2 separate regions of the Sus scrofa genome follow, and region 2 is linked to region 1. Evidence: chromatin contacts called from public Hi-C data. All regions are on one chromosome and are shown on one strand. The core of a region is the stretch at or near the end of the contact, and the rest is flanking DNA. Distances in the headings are between cores, read along the strand shown.

Region 1 (2,919 bases), core at 374-2,873:
TCCAAAAATACCTTCACAGAAATATCTAAATGCTTGACCAAACATCAAGTACCACAGTCTAGGGAGATTGGCACAGAAAATTAATCATCACAACACCTCCTCTAGGAAGCCTTTCTGGGCGCTGACCCACTGAACTGCCTCATAGCATGTCCTTCCTCCCTTGCAGCATCCTTGGGCCTCCTGGGTGCCAGGGTGTTTTATAAACATGCCACATTTCACCCACTGTGGGCCTCTGAGCACCTCAAAGGCAGAATCGCCTCTATTTCATCTTTGCAGTCTACTGCCCAGCCCCATTCGGCCTGAGATCACACAGGGTTTGTGAAATGCAAGGGCGAATGGTCACTGCAAGAAGAGTTAGGAGCTTACAGCCTGGTGGCTGATCCTAGCTCCTCTGTCCATGGCGTAAACATTGTTCCAACAGACACTTGAACGTGCAAAGCAGAATTTTAAGTAGATACAGTCTGATTTCCTCGAGAGGAGATGTGACATACAGGAAACCCACTTAAGATGACAAAGCACCAACCTCACTTAATACCAAGTTGATACCACAATTAGTGCCTTGAAAAAAATGGGGGGGGGGCACACGCGCGCAGGGCTGGAGGGGTGTCCTGCTGTTTATTTCTCAGTGAGTCACCACAAAGGGACAGGTACGCGCAGGCTAAAAGCACCTCTGGGTAAGAATCTAAACACCTCTCTCTTCTCACACTGGTCCTGGTTTTGAGGATCGAAACTGCCTACTTCCTGAAAAGTAAACACTTCAAGCTCACACTCCGTTGCAGTCAGAAGGGACTCGTGCAGCGAGGCGTTCCCCATGGGGCTCCCTCGCTTCCCCGCCCTGCCAAGTCCCTGACCCGCTCCGCAGATACTGTTCCTCGGGCTACCAGGTCCCACTGAGAGCCGAGTCTCCTGATGTCCTGATTCTCGGACAGGCTCAGGGAGAAGAGCGTGAGCACGACACAGACAGCCATGTGGCCATCAGCCAAAGACATCCGGAGCCCAGCCGGCCGCTGTTGGAGGGAAAGGCAGACCTGGCATTCACGGCATTCACAGCAGGGGGCGCCAGATCTCCCAGCCAAGTCCGGGCCTCTTTGCTTGAAACCTCTAAGCTTCAAGGTCGCTTGACAGGTGGTAGGTGTAGGACCGAGGAGCCACAGGGAAGGAAGAAGGAAAGGGAGCTGGGGAGGGAATGGCTGATCTGGAAGGGACATCCGCCACCATCCCGATTCCTAGACTCTGAGATAGAGGGTGCAGGCATTGCCCCTCACAGGTGTGGGGAAGTCTGGAGTCAGATCTCCACTTATCAGCTGGGAAGCTCTCAGCCGGGTCTGGCGATGTCCTGGTTTGGGTCATGATGGAGAGCAGGCAGTCCTCTGGCCATTTAACAGTGCCTGGGTTTCTGCTTCCAGGATCACAGCTCTAATTCTCCCATCCCCACACACCCTGACGGCCCAAACTGAGCCCAGGGCCGAGCACCTGAATCTCACCATCAACTGCTCTTGGATTGACCAAGAAAAGGCTTCTGAGGGGGAAACATGGTTTTTCATTAACTGGTGGGTTAACGACCCAAGGAAACCCTAGGACCTTGAACTCTAAGCCACTTCTGAAAAGGGCTGGACACTTTCCTCAATTGTGTTCTGCTGGTACGTTTTCTCTGGACTGGAGAGCAGGGCCTCTTCCTTCCGCTGCCCCACCCTCCTCACCAGGAGCAGATGGGACACCAGCCGGGTGCTCTGTGAAGGATGGACAAACGCAGACAGAGGGATGGAAGGGGTCTGGTTTCTACAGATCCTGCCTCGGCCCAGGCTAGGTTTTTCCTTCTTTCCCGTCGTCCGTGGCGAGCCTTGTTTTGCAAGGAAATATATCGGTGAGCTCAGAGCGCCACATACTTCCCCGGTGAGCCTCAGCTCACTCCTTCACTATTAATCTCTGGGAGGTTGGCTCCCCAAGTGGCCCCATTTCCAGTTTTATCTGAAACAAAAATAGACTCTTGCAAACATTCCAGCCTTTGGGTCATCAGTTCACAGGCTTCGTCCAGCCCTGGCTGGGGTTCCTCTCGCTGAGCTCACTGGGAGCACCAGGGCTGCCTGGGCACAGCCAGCTGGTGGACACTGTGGCTTGACTTCACCCAGCATGTCCTTCCTCCAGGCCTCTCCCATGGCCCTTGGATATGAGGCTATTCAGAGACACTGATCCCAGCCAGCCAGACACTACGGCCAAGGTACAGGCCCCTGCGACCAACTATATCCTTCCTGGGACCTGATTCAGCCATCACTTAGGAGAGCTGCCACTCTTGCTGGGGGCCCGCGTTTAACTCATCCTATGCTATGGTACTTTGTTGATAATTCTTGCTCCATTGATAGAGTGGAAGCTTCTGGAGGCTAAGAGCCAGATCTGACGCTGCTCTAGGACCTCGCCAGAAAATATAACTAATATCCCTCCTATATGATTTTTACTCAAAGAGGCCTCAAGACAAGAGAAATGTTTCCTGAAGGACTGACTACAGGATAGGCACTCAGGCTAGAGAGTGTTCACAGTGGCTTAGGCCAGGCGATCAAGAGCTGCTATCTAGGTTGCTTTGCTTGACTCTCACCTTCTCCATCAACTCCCCTTAAGTTTTCCTGAATTGAACACTGTCACTGTGCCCTCTGCTCACATTGAGAACTGAGATAAGAAAGAGCCATGTGAGTTCCTGCGGTGGCTCAGTGGTAACAAACCTGATTAGGATGCATGAGGAAGTGGGTTCAATCCCTGGCCTTGCTCAGTGGGTTAAGCATCCAGCGCTGCCAGGAACTGCAGTGTAGGCTGCAGATTCGGCTTGGATGCCGCGTTGCTATGGCTGTGGTGTAGGCCAGCAGCTATAGCTCCTATTTGACCCCTAGCCTGGGAACTTCCATATGTCTCACGTGTGACCCTGAAAAA
Region 2 (2,700 bases), core at 119-2,618, 120 kb before region 1:
AGGTTAAAATCTTAACTACGAGTGCCTTTGTAGGTGACTGTAAATAGAGACAGGGTTTTGAAGAGGTAATTCGTTTCCAGTGAGATCCTGGGGATCTGGTGTCCTGGGGAGGAAATGAAATTAGGACAGATAGTACAGAGGGAAGCCACGTGAAGGTGTAGAGAGGACATGGCCATCTATGAGCCAGGGAGAGAGGGCCAGAAGAAACCCAGCCTGCCCACACCCTCCTCTTGGACGTTAGCATCTGGAACCGTGAGAAAATAAATTTCTATCGCTTAAGCCACCCAGTCGGAGGTAGTTTTCTATGGCAGCCGGAGCAGACACACACACCTGCTCGGCTTAGTCTGTGTGTTTAATAAAAGCGGGTGACACTTCCGCATGTTGTAAAGAAACAGAGGGGACATGAGAGCTGATTTTACACATCCGAAGCCCAACCTCACAGACGGCGAAGCTGCCTGGTTCTCTGGAGCCCCACGAGGACCAAGGAAAGGAACAGAAACTGAGTGATGAGCCAGGCCTTAGGATAAGCTCTTTCACTCCTTGGAATCCCCAGGACATCGTTATCTCCACCTCTCAGATGGGGAAGATGATTCCCTGAGTGCTGAGTGTACTGACAAGGGTGTACCTGCAGAAGGGAGAGAAAAATCCGGGGTTGACGCCAAAGCGTATGCTCCCCCCTCTGAGGCTCACATCTGGTGTGGCTGTGGCTGTGACATAAGCTGGCAGTTGCAGCTCTGATTTGACCCCCTTGCCTGGGAACTTCCATATGTCTCAGGTGCAGCCCTAAAAATTAATTAATGGGAGGCAGGTGCCCCCTCTAAAGATTGAGCTCTCTTAGCACGAGAATGGATACCAGGCGTGGCAGGAAATCCAGGCGGGGCTGGGAGACAGGGCATGCGGACGCCAGGGTTTCCAGCCACGTGTCTGCTCCAGCACAGCCTGGTCAGGTGCAGTCTTTATGCCCTGACGCAGGCGCACACACCCGGAGGAGCTGACCTGAGTCACTAAGGGGTGGAATTTGAAAGGGCGCCCCCAAGGGATTCTAGCTGCGATTCCCGGCGTTGTCCCTGTTCAGATCCTTCAGGAAGGGAGTCGGCTGGGATGCTTCTAAGCCCTGAAGGTCCGCAGCTCCTGGACATCTATGGAGCCTTGAGGGGATACACAGCACACTGGCTCGGTGCCTCCAGAACATTCCCCAGAGACGAAGTCAGGGTAACCACACCGGATCTTCAATGACCTCAGCCTCTTTTTGCACAAACACAGCAGTCTGGCTAAAGAGAGTGGCGGAGAGGGCCCAGGAATGCCCTCGGCAGGTCAAGACCAAGGCCCCACGAGGCTGGTCTAAAAGTCAGCTGTGTTTGCTCTCATTTGGTCAGATCCAGGGAGGGGAGTGGAGAGCAGCTGGGCAGGCAGGTCAGCTGCTCACACCACCACCACCCTGTTCTGTGCCTGCTGAGGCAGGACAAGCCGTTCTGCCATGTGACCCTGCCACGGAGCCGATGACAAAGCCCAGGCTGATGGCACCAGGCCGCACAGCCCTCTGGTTCCAGCTCGGGTCACTTAGGCCCCTCTGGAAGCCCAGCCTCGTCCTGGGGCGAAGGAAGGATGGCCAGGCGCCTGGGCGGAGGCGCACAGGCTCAGTGCCCAGTCAGCAGGCCACTTGTCCCCTTCTGACCCTGGCCCCAGTGCCAGCAACTGCACTTAGCCCAGCATCCACCTCCCCTTCCTGCTTCCTCATTCCCTCCCTCCTGTTTCCCCCGAACTCAAGCCGGGGGCCCTGGTCCACCCCCGGAGTTCCGGTCCACCCGGCTGGTTCTCTCCAGCACTTGAGGAGGAGCCCTCCCGCCCAAGGCTGAGAAATTCACTACCAGCCTCAGCTGTAACTTCTATAGGGAATCACTTGTGAACCCACCAAGACTGGGTTACAGGTTATCCTTCTGTGCTCCTAAAGCCTCCTGGATAATGTTTATGACATGGTCTTAAAATTATCTGTTTACTGGCCCTCTACCCTACTAGAATATAAGCACCTTGAGGGTATGAACTGGTTTTTTGTTGTTGTTGGTTTTTGTTTTTTTTTTTAATCCCTGTATTCCCCCCCTTTTTTTTTTTTAAGGGCCGTACCTGCAGCACATGGAAGTTCCCAGGCTAGGGGTCAAATCAGAGCTGCAGCTGCCAGCCTGCACCACAGGCCCAGCAGCGCCAGATCCGATATGCATCTGTGACCTACACCACAGCTCATAGCAATGCTGGATCCTTAACCCACTGAGCAGGGTCAGGGATCGAACCTGCATCTTCATGGATACTCATCAAGTTCTTAACCTGCTGACCCACAAGGGGAACTCCACCTGTATTCTTAATGCCTGGCCTGAGATAGAAATTCAAACAGCGTTGGATGAATAAATGGATGAGACAGAAGGAAATTTTAAGGGATACTCGAAGAGCTCCCCATCCAAGCCAAAGCCCATGCTCATTAATCGCTACCCGGGGGCACTCAGTTCAGAAGGCCTCTGGGAAAGCCCAGGAAGATCCTGACACATGGTCCTGATAGGAAAGGATTCATCCATGGATCCAAACGATGCCCTCCCAGGCCGAGCAGAGGAGGGAGGGAGGGCAGCCTTGAGGTCTCCTGCCTGGCAGGGAGAAGTCAGCAGTGCCAGGCACCTGGTGACAGAGAGGGAAGCAGGGCACGAGGAGGGCTGG

The links. A called contact is a pair of places that touch in the nucleus more often than the background predicts.
Region 2: a contact with region 1 is called in a Hi-C map of heart right ventricle, with 9 times the contacts expected there. The contact joins two enhancer-like sites. A contact is called at or near these places in 2 of 47 Hi-C or Micro-C datasets (epiblast stem cells and heart right ventricle).

The regions. Positions count from the first base shown.
Region 1 is chr3:118,327,270-118,330,188 of Sscrofa11.1, reverse strand. No RefSeq gene overlaps it. Among named protein-coding and RNA genes, the nearest start is that of OSR1, 40 kb to the left of the region's middle. Within about 2 kb of position 1,623, at least 6 of the 83 cell types and tissues checked have an H3K27ac peak or open chromatin away from gene starts, as enhancers often do.
Region 2 is chr3:118,445,794-118,448,493 of Sscrofa11.1, reverse strand. All of the region lies in intron 2 of OSR1 (protein odd-skipped-related 1), which reads right to left. Among named protein-coding and RNA genes, the nearest start is that of OSR1, 79 kb to the right of the region's middle. Within about 2 kb of position 1,368, at least 16 of the 83 cell types and tissues checked have an H3K27ac peak or open chromatin away from gene starts, as enhancers often do.